Linked DNA regions of Zea mays: regions 1 and 3 are each linked to region 2. The links are chromatin contacts, called in public Hi-C maps. All regions are on one chromosome and are shown on one strand. The core of a region is the stretch at or near the end of the contact, and the rest is flanking DNA. Distances in the headings are between cores, read along the strand shown. Region 1 holds the start of LOC100275495. Region 2 holds the start of LOC103647333. Region 3 holds the start of LOC103647342 (ABC transporter B family member 21).

What was found. A called contact is a pair of places that touch in the nucleus more often than the background predicts.
Region 1: a contact with region 2 is called in a Hi-C map of leaf, with 6 times the contacts expected there. The contact joins the promoter of LOC100275495 here to the promoter of LOC103647333 in region 2. A contact is called at or near these places in 3 of 25 Hi-C or Micro-C datasets (ear, leaf and tassel).
Region 3: a Hi-C map of leaf shows a contact between it and region 2, with 8 times the contacts expected there. The contact joins the promoter of LOC103647342 here to the promoter of LOC103647333 in region 2. A contact is called at or near these places in 3 of 25 Hi-C or Micro-C datasets (ear, leaf and tassel).

What each region holds. Positions count from the first base shown.
Region 1 is chr2:176,891,339-176,894,596 of Zm-B73-REFERENCE-NAM-5.0, reverse strand. LOC100275495 reads left to right here and starts at 1,483. Exons shown (of 5, transcript XM_035965397.1): 1 at 1,483-1,885; 2 at 2,299-2,398. The coding sequence starts at 1,579.
Region 2 is chr2:176,741,457-176,744,636 of Zm-B73-REFERENCE-NAM-5.0, reverse strand. It overlaps LOC103647333, which reads left to right and starts at 1,448. Exons shown (of 11, transcript XM_020548471.2): 1 at 1,448-2,037; 2 at 3,148-3,180. The coding sequence starts at 1,846. It also overlaps the pseudogene LOC103649104.
Region 3 is chr2:176,971,161-176,974,397 of Zm-B73-REFERENCE-NAM-5.0, reverse strand. It overlaps LOC103647342 (ABC transporter B family member 21), which reads right to left and starts at 1,892. Exons shown (of 12, transcript XM_008671883.4): 1 at 1,646-1,892; 2 at 1,455-1,509; 3 at 1,219-1,394; 4 at 781-1,002; 5 at 417-655; 6 at 1-108. The coding sequence starts at 1,861.

The DNA.
Region 1 (3,258 bases), core at 234-2,733, 150 kb before region 2:
CTTCCTTGTTTGGCGAAGCCGACCGTTGGCAGTCTTGGAGCCGTTGGCACACCGGACACTGTCCGGTGCACACCGGACACTGTCCGGTGCACACCGGACAGTCCGGTGCCTCCTTCTAGCCGTTGGCTCGGCCACGCGTCGCGCCCGGATTAAGCGGCCGACCGTTGGCCCGGCGACCGTTGGCTCACCGGACACTGTCCGGTGCACACCGGACAGTCCGGTGAATTATAGCCATACGCCATTTATTTCTTCCCGAGAGCAGCAAGTTCGCTTGAGCCAGCCTGGCACACCGGACACTGTCCGGTGTACCACCGGACACTGTCCGGTGCACCACCGGACAGTCCGGTGCACCCAGACCGAGCTGACTTTGGCTGAACAGAGCCATCTCATTTCCAATTCAATCTTTCCTGTTTCCAGCACTTGGACACAATACATTAATCCTCAAAACAATGTACTAAGTTTAGAAACATACCTTTTGACATGATTTGCACTTTGTCCACCATATTGCATAGATCAATACAAAAGCACTTGTGTTGGCACTCAATCACCAAAATACTTAGAAATGGCCCAAAGGCACATTTCCCTTTCAGGTAGCGCGGAGGGTGAAGCCGTGGTATCACCAGGTGCCCACATTAGGGTTTTAATATAGGTTTTTAATAGATTAGTATATATATATACCATAGTAATGCACGGGTATATGAATAGTTGTCTTTAATCAGGCTCTAATATTGTTTACTACTTCACACAACATGTACATGTATATAGGTTAAAGAAAAAACACTTCAATAGATGTGTGTATTTGAGTCGGGTCTGATGGGCTGGTCTAAAAGCACGAAAAAGTATGACCCAAACATGACACGCCCCGAAATAATTTTAGATCTATCCGGCCCAAAATTATGCATCAGGTCGTGCTTGGACCGAGGTCGTGATCTAGGACAGGCACGAGCACGACCCTTTTACGAGGGCACGAAATAGCCTATTTATAAACATGAAAAGGCCCATATTCATTTAGACATTCACTTTTAATAATGTAAATCATCCACTCAAATTTAGCTAGTCGCATGCTTAACCATGGAGATGAGGTGTCAACCACCTATTAGCTTCATGTTCTTTGATTTTAAAATTATAAAGCTTAAAATATTAATATATAGAAATATATTGAACTACCATACTACTACGAACAATTATCTATTCAAATAATTATATTACTTATATATATTATTCTTTCTATATATTTGTAGCAACATTTTTTAGGTTTGTGTAAATATATCGAGCACATACTCACGAAAAGCACGAGCAATTTTTCTAGTAGGTACGTAATATGTTTCCGACTACCCCTTCGATTTGGCTATGTTACATACAAAGATATGTTTTCCTCGAGCTAACCGTATGGTTTGTCTATGATTTTTGTACGAACTACTAGCAAGAGTGCACGAGCAAATTCAGCTGAAAATACAAAAGCGAGAAAATTAGCATAATCTAGGGCGCACGACACGAGCGGCTTGTAGAAACAAGTAGGCGAGCAACGTCAGCTATCCTTTCTTCCTCCCTCCCGTTTTCGTAGCATCCCATATTCCCATGTCATCTACCCAACCCATAGGCCATAGCTACCGGAAGATGAGAGCTCCAGCTCCTCCTGTTCCCGCGCTGCTCTCCCGCTGCTCCTCGCCTCCCTCCTCGGCCCCGCTCCGCCTCCTCACCTCCTCTCGCACGCCGGCCGCCTTCCGCCCGCCTCCGGCCGTCGCCCGCTCTGTCTCCGTCTCCGTCGATGCGCCGGCGGCCGCCACGGAGCCGGCTGTCTTGGGCGCGCCCTCCTCGATGCCGCGCCGTCGCCTCATCCTCCTCCGCCACGGGGAGAGCACCGCCGGGGGCCGCTCCACTAGAGGTATGCTCAAACGGCGGCGTCTTCGACAAATTGGCTGCGCGTGTCCAAGAGTCCGTGTGTGTCGATTTGATTGACCCTGCACTGGAAACTGGATAGGAAGGAGCATTGGATGCTGAGAAATGGATGCTTGTTTGCCGCACCCTAGTTAGTTTCTGCTAAAATGTTGTAGCTGTTGCCTCTAGCTCTGCGTTTTATTAGAGTAGGGGAATGTAGTGGTATCTTGTATAGTGCTGTGCTGGTGCATTGGCCATTTGGGCAAGATGAAATACTATAGGCATTATGTCTAATTGGTATACCAACTCTTTGAACGGGGGCTCCATTACTAGAAACACAAATGTGTTTTTTCTTGTGTGGTTGCTGGCCTCCTGCATTTCTTTGTGAAAAGCAGCGTGTAATATGTGTCCTGATGTCAGATCATGACAGACCTCTAAGCAAGGCTGGGAGAGCTGACGCAATCAGCGTTTCTAATAAACTCCAACAAATGGGATGGATACCGGAGCTTATCCTCTGCAGGTGTGTTCCAAGTTCCAATTTATGTAAGACAGTGAATCAATTATCATGAATTGTACTTATACCATATACCAATATAAATTATGGGAGCTTCATGGTGCAATTAGTCTCTGTTACCTAACTGAATGGGTTTGCATTTGTGTATTCTCTTTTTTTTTTGCAAATTCCGTTGTATCTGTTCAAATTTCTAATGATTCTTTCCTGAAAAGTTAATATAGGTATAGTGTCTCTTTATTGAATTTTATGGCTAGTTTGGAAACTTAAATCTCATCCGAGATTCCCGGAGAATAAGAGGATTTAAGTTTCCAAACTAGCCCTTATATCTTATTTACTGCTTGATTCGTTTTGTCGTTAGCTTTGCACTGAGCCCAGTTTTTTGGGTGGAAACCGGACCCAAAAAACATAAGTCTAGAGAGTGTGCTACTCTTGTGCAACTCAACGTTAGCTGTGTTATAGTACTTGCTCAGGTATAACTGCACTAAGCCAGTTTAGTAGAAACGACCCAGCTAGCAACCTAACTGCAACTAGATCCAACTAATAGCATCTTAGTAAAAAAACAACCCAACTAGCAACTTAAGAGCAACTCAAAACAACCACAAACATAACTATCTCTAAACCAACACAGCACAACTAACACACTCAACACAGTGCTGGGCATCACAAACAACCAGTCAGAGCACTACCATGGCTGGCGGTGTCAAAGGCGAGGGAGTTTATGGACGCCATTAAAGGTACGCAGCAAATTTTGGGGTCTCGCAGGCACTGCCACCATAGCCACTGGAGCTCAAGCTCTGCAATTGCCGCATCATTCTCTACATGTCCTAGCTCTGTATTGACACTGTAGAAGAGATTAAGAGAGGACT
Region 2 (3,180 bases), core at 199-2,698:
TGCAGATTAGTAACCTAGAGAGTGTTTGGTTTATATCGCTCTTTATCTCAATCTTTGCCACTGGTATCCTTGAGATGAGGTGGAGTGGTGTTGGCATTGATGAATGGTGGAGGAACGAGCAGTTCTGGGTCATTGGTGGTATTTTCTGCACATTTATTTGCCACTGATGAAGAAGGTGATTTTGCCGAGCTCTACATGTTCAAGTGGACAACGCTTCTGATCCCACCAACCACTATTTTGATCATCAACCTGGTCGGCGTGGTCGCTGGCATTTCCTACGCAATCAATAGCGGTTACCAGTCATGGGGACCTCTTTTCGGGAAGCTCTTCTTTGCGTTCTAGGTGATTGTCCACTTGTACCCCTTCCTCAAGGGCCTCATGGGGAAGCAGAACCGCACACTATGTCTTCGCATGTTTTTTTTGAATATATATTTTTTATAAATAACTGCAAATATAGATGCTGTTGGATTTAGATCTAACGGAGTAAAATATCTGCTTACACGTTTTCACCTATGTAACCATTATATATTAATATTTTGTATGTTGTTGTAACCCATCCCCACTCTTAGACCCTCATTAATGTGAACAATAACAAGGAATGGATGCCCAGGAATCAAGCTCATGCTGCTTAGGTGTATGGGAGGATAACGAGATGTGTAGTGCTCTTCAAGTGTGCAAGTGCGTCTATGAACTGTATGGTTCTTTGATTTTTGTTGTTCGCTGAGGTGCAAAGTAGGAAGAAAATGCGGCCCTAATCTTACAAGCGGGGAATGTATCATTTTTTGGTGCAACTAAAATATGTGGTGTTATTTTTTGTGTACTAACAATTTGTTGAATATTTTGTATACCGTTGCAACGCACGGGCATCTACCTAGTAGATCTTAAGGCTATAGATCTAAATACAAAGGAAGCACAATCCAAAGACCGTTAGTACAACATCAATGTTAAACATTTTTAAAATACTTTTTTTATTTCTTATATACATACACGCATACACGTATATACGCTCCTATTGGCGAGATAAGGTTGTAGTTGCCGTATTATTATTGCACTCTGTTTGTTAAACGAGATGCATGAAAGATAATAAGGTCCTGTTTGTTTATCTTATAAATTATTATTTAAATTAAATTACGATGGAATGGTAGAAAGGTAAATATCACTTTTGGGATTAATAGCTTATTTTAATTTATTTATGATGACAAAGTGACAATTCACTCCTCTACTATTTCACCATAATTCAATTTAGGAGGCACCCTAAATCTATGCGTTTCATGCGTGGCGTACGGCGGTGGAAACCTAAACTACAGTACAGATACAGATGCAGCAAAAAATACAAATGTTTAAATTGGTAAACTTTTGCAACTTTTGCGGGTCAAGTTATTTCAGAATTTATTTTAAACATACTACTACGAATACAAATGCAACTACGTGTATGCCCGTACGGATACGTACACGTACAGTTACTCAACCGCCGCTTCGGGCCCGACCTGTCTCCCTCTCCCGGCCCTCGACGCTCTTCCTCTTTCTTCCTCCTCGCGTCCTTCTTCCCTCGCTTCCGTTTCCTTTCAAACCCTAAGTCCGATTACCCGTTCAAAACCCTAATCCTAGCTCCCCAGCCTCCTCCCCACTGCGTCCCCACACTGCTCCGCGTCATACCTCGCGACTTCCGCGCCCCCGCGCGCCCGGCCCTCCCACTCGGCCCTCGCGGACCTAGGGTTTCTCCCGGGCCGGAGCTGCTCGTTCGTTCACTGCCTTTGGGCGAGCCGGTGCGGGCGGGTGGTTGGGCGAGGAGGTGGTGGGCGGAGATGAGATGAGGTTGCAGCGGCTGTGGGGGCGGTGTGAACTATGAGTAGGCTCTCGTTCAGGCCGCGGCCGCTCGACATCCATAAGAAGCTCCCCATCCTCAAGTCTGTGCGGGAGTTCGAGGATGAGGAGCCAGGGGTCGCGCCGCTTTCTTCTGCGAGGGCTGGGGTGCTGCTGCGGCACTCAGGAACTGAGCTCCCCGCGTCTGGGGCGAACAAGACGACAGAGGGCGAGGTATTTTGCAGCTTCAGTTTGAGCTTCAGCAATGTTAAATGATGGACCTTATTACCTCATAGTGTTTGTTTCTGTGTTGAAGTGACATGAATTGAGCTTTCTTCTGTGCTTGAATCCTCATTTCACCAACTAAGCTTTCACAATGTGCGTCATGTGTCTGTACTGTTTGCTGTAGTTGTTGTCTTAGTGACCATAGGCCCATAATGAAAATGTGAAATGAAACTATGAAAGGGACCTGATTAGACTGCAGGTTGTAATATCATGTAATCACTCCAATCCTAATGATGTTCGGACATGCCAATTAAAGTTTACTAGCATATCGATAACATGCAGCGTGACTAAATTTACGTGGATAATGTAACAAAGTATCTCTTAGGGCCTGTTTGGATCCTATGAGTTGAAACCAATATGTAGAAAGTGCTTCCCATTTCATTATTAGATTACTTTCCAGCTCCTCTCAATTCTTGGGAACCAACCATGGCCTTATGTTAAAATTAGCTAGAAGTAAGGCTTTTCTGGTGGAATGATACAGGCTGTATCCTTAATAGCTTGTTACACACATTTCTTTATGAACCTATCAATACCACTCACCTTTAGGTCCAAAGAGTCGTTAGTGAAGTTGTTGCTGTTCATACTTTCATTTGTGTACACCACATTTATAAAAGGTCAAACCTTTATCAATTAATCTATTTTGAACTCATTGTCTGGTTCTCTTAACTGGAATTTGGATACACATGGGTTGTTATTTTTTGGACAATAGTTCAGATATTGACATATTGTACACTAATTTGTTGGTGCGCATTTCCAACAAAATTATTTTTATCTCCGTCTAATTGAAACAATAGTGATGTTTTATTGTGCCCTTTTTCTTAAATGTCTTGTCCTTGGAAGAATTCAAAATCGTTACTTTGCTAGGTTTATCTGATTGTATATATTTCTGATCAGTTTAAATTATGTATGGGCTATTCTGCTGTTACAAGAAAACATAGTCTGATGTGGGCTTCTCTAACTCCCTCACCTAAACCAATATGTCCACGGTACATCTAGTGGACTGCTACTATTTGTTTCAAAGGATGCTGGAAAAAGGAATTATATCACTCTACTCTGCAGGGAAGTCAAGCACCCAGTAAGAAAAATGCCCAA
Region 3 (3,237 bases), core at 643-3,142, 230 kb before region 2:
TCATCTATGTCAATATCTGGCTTGCGTTCAATTATCTTGAACATTCTATGTGCTGCTCCTTGGCCTTCTGCAAAAGCTGTCACTGATCGTGTTGCCTGGCCTAAGGACCTGCAGAAAAGAAGTATTTATAACCGAAATCAGTAGATATAACCGATGGTCTGAAAGAATAGATACAAAATGTTTTGTCTGAAAGATGCATGATTTAATCCTTATTGGGTATTTAGTATTAGAAGTTAAGCAGATGTTTTCCTTGGAAGCACAAATGGTACACTTTACATTTTAATAGGCAGAAGATAGATACAGTCACTGTCACTGTGACGGAGTCAAGGCTCGTCCACACAGAAACATATATAGCTCGCTTATTGTCATTGTCATTGTTCGTTTAAGAAAATTTTAAATGATAACAGAAATCTTACATTGCTCCGATCATGACAGACATGATAACAGAAATGACCATGCCACCATTGTAACCTCGCTCGACTATCAGCTTAGATCCATACCAAACAGCCAAGCCATAACTTGAAAATAAGATTGCTATCACAGAACCGAATCCAAGGGCATTTACAGCACCTTCTTGCAGAGAAGACCGGTACGCCTTTCTTATGAACATGTTATATTTTGTTATAGCCTGATTCTCGCCATTGAATGAAACAACCTTCAGATAAGCATGGACAGATAAACCAGGTAAGCAGGATATATATCAGGAAGTTACTGGTGATGATAGTAAATGAATAGACAAAACAAAAAAGGAAGAAGTGTTTGCTAGCTAATAGCACAAACCGTCCTAATGGCACCAAGAGTTTGCTCCACCACGTTTCCAGCATCACTGTAGTTTGCTTGCATTCGGGTGGAGAGCCCTGTCATCAACTTTGAAACAATTGCACCGGCAATGGCAATCGGAGGGACGCTTGAAAGCATGACAAGGGCCAGGAGCCATCCTCTCGTGAATGCAATGATGAATCCACCAATGAAAGTAGAAAGGAGTTGTATGGCCTTCCCAACCTAAAGAGAATTTGACAGAAAAGGTTTTCGGGAAAAAAATAGCATCAAACGATGCCCAAATTGATGAGATAATTTTGGGTGCAATCTTCACTCGGTACTAGAATAGTAGTCGTACATATTGTCCATATTATTAAACCCGTAGGAATTAAGTTTATCTGTTTGCAGTTCACCTCTTGCATAATATATAATCTCAAAGCATATATATATATATAGTACCTTTTCTCCAATGGCGTCTTGGATGAGGAATGTGTCCCCTGCCATCCTCTCAACTGCCTGCCCAGCACTCATTTCCATGTCAAAGAACGCAATGTCCTGCCTCAGAATTGCCTTGAGATACATGGCTCTGATTCGTGCCGCCTGTCTTTCTCCGGCGATTGTCCAACATGATACCTCTAGGGAACATAAAAGTCATCAACATGATACCTCTAGGTTGGAAGAGCAAATCCACTTACGGAGGGTTGAAGCTACTCCTGATCCAACGGCAAGATAAACGAAGTTCATGATCACCTGAGACGAGAATGGGGCTTTGGTCAGAACCATCACCCTGACGTAGCAATCACCAATCGTTTCACCCCTGGCAGTAGCTTTGGGCCGAAGCGTGTCTTATGGGCCAAAAGCAAAGTGCAAGAGGGCACACAGCTACCTGGACGACCCTGCGTACGACGCCGTCGGTGGCTCCGGAGCCGAAGGCGTCAATGACGTCGCCGAAGATGAAGGCCATGATCGGCTGCACCATCCCGTTCGCCACCGCGGCGACGGCGCCCACGGCCATGAGCGCCGCGTCCGTCCTGTCCGCGAACACGAACAGCCGGTGCAACGCCACGCGCCCCGCCGCCTTCTCATCCTCCCCGGTAGCCATGGGTTCACGGTAACAAAATAAAAACCGATTGCGATACTATAGGATTTTTTAAAACGATTCCCACGATACTTACTGCTTTATTTATAGAGAGAGAGGTGTATTTATTTCCAAACCTGTTTCCGTATATATAGAGAGAAATACTCCGTCCCATAAAATAAAATAAAATAAAATAAAGCTTATATCTTTTTTGACAAAGTTTTTAGAGTGAAACTTTGACCATTAATTCTTTTAGGCTATGTTTATAACCACTAGAGCTAATAGTTAGACAGCTAATAAATTGTTAGCTGGGTTGAGCCAACTAATGAACTGATTGTTAGTTGTGAGATAGCTAACAATTAGCTACGGTATTAGTGGATGGTGTTTGAAATTTAACAACAATTTTTTAGTAGCTAACTGTTAGTTTTAGAGGTTCCAAACAAGACCTTAAAATATCACATCAACAAAAAACAAATTAAACATCATATTAAAGTTTTTTTAATACAAATTTAACTATATAATATGCAGACAATAAAATATATGTTTTGTTGCTCAATTTTTGGTCAAAGTTCTAGAATATTGATTTTTCTAAAAAAACATAGGCATTATTTTATTGGAACAATTGGATCTATACCATTAAAAGATCCAAACTTTAGATATATACCATGGACCCCACATGTCATTGACTCATGTGGACCCACATGTAAGTGAGATAGTAATGGTATGGATCAAAAGTGGTGATCTTTTAATGGTATGGATCCAAATTTCCCTATTTTATTAGATGGAGGCAGACATGGCCCCACCTCCCTCAAAATACAGAGGTCCTACGCTCCTACTCCACTGGATGACTGCCTAGCGTAGGTAAATCCCTGTTCTCCCTCAAAATACATGGGCCCCACCTCCGCCTGCCTCCTGCGGTCCTGCCTGGTGTCCGCCCCCGCGATCGCCGATCGGCGATCGCTCCTGCCTCATGGTCTCTTGGACGGTTGCTAGCCTTCTGCTCTTGCCGGAGGCTCGGCGCCTGGCGTCTGTCGTTTGCCGGTCTGCGCGTGGACGCCGTCAGCCCGTCACGCCGCCAGTCGCCTCCTCCTATGGACTGTGGTTCTGTACTTGTGTTTCCAGCGGTGCCTGCTTCTGCTTGGCTGCTTCCGTGCTTGATTTTGAATTGAATGCCAGCAGCCAGTGGACCAGTGAGGCAGTGATAGGAAGCACGAAGGTAGATTGCTGCTTGCTTAATAGGTATTTCTTGTACATTGCAACTTTCTTTGTTTTTTCACTAGTTTAATTTGCTTTTATTTCTAACCAGAGCCAGTGAGACAGTGATGAACAATTGATTGATGAATGCTATTGCATATTGTTGGTCTAATCTAATTAGACTAATTTAAGGTAAGAGATTAATA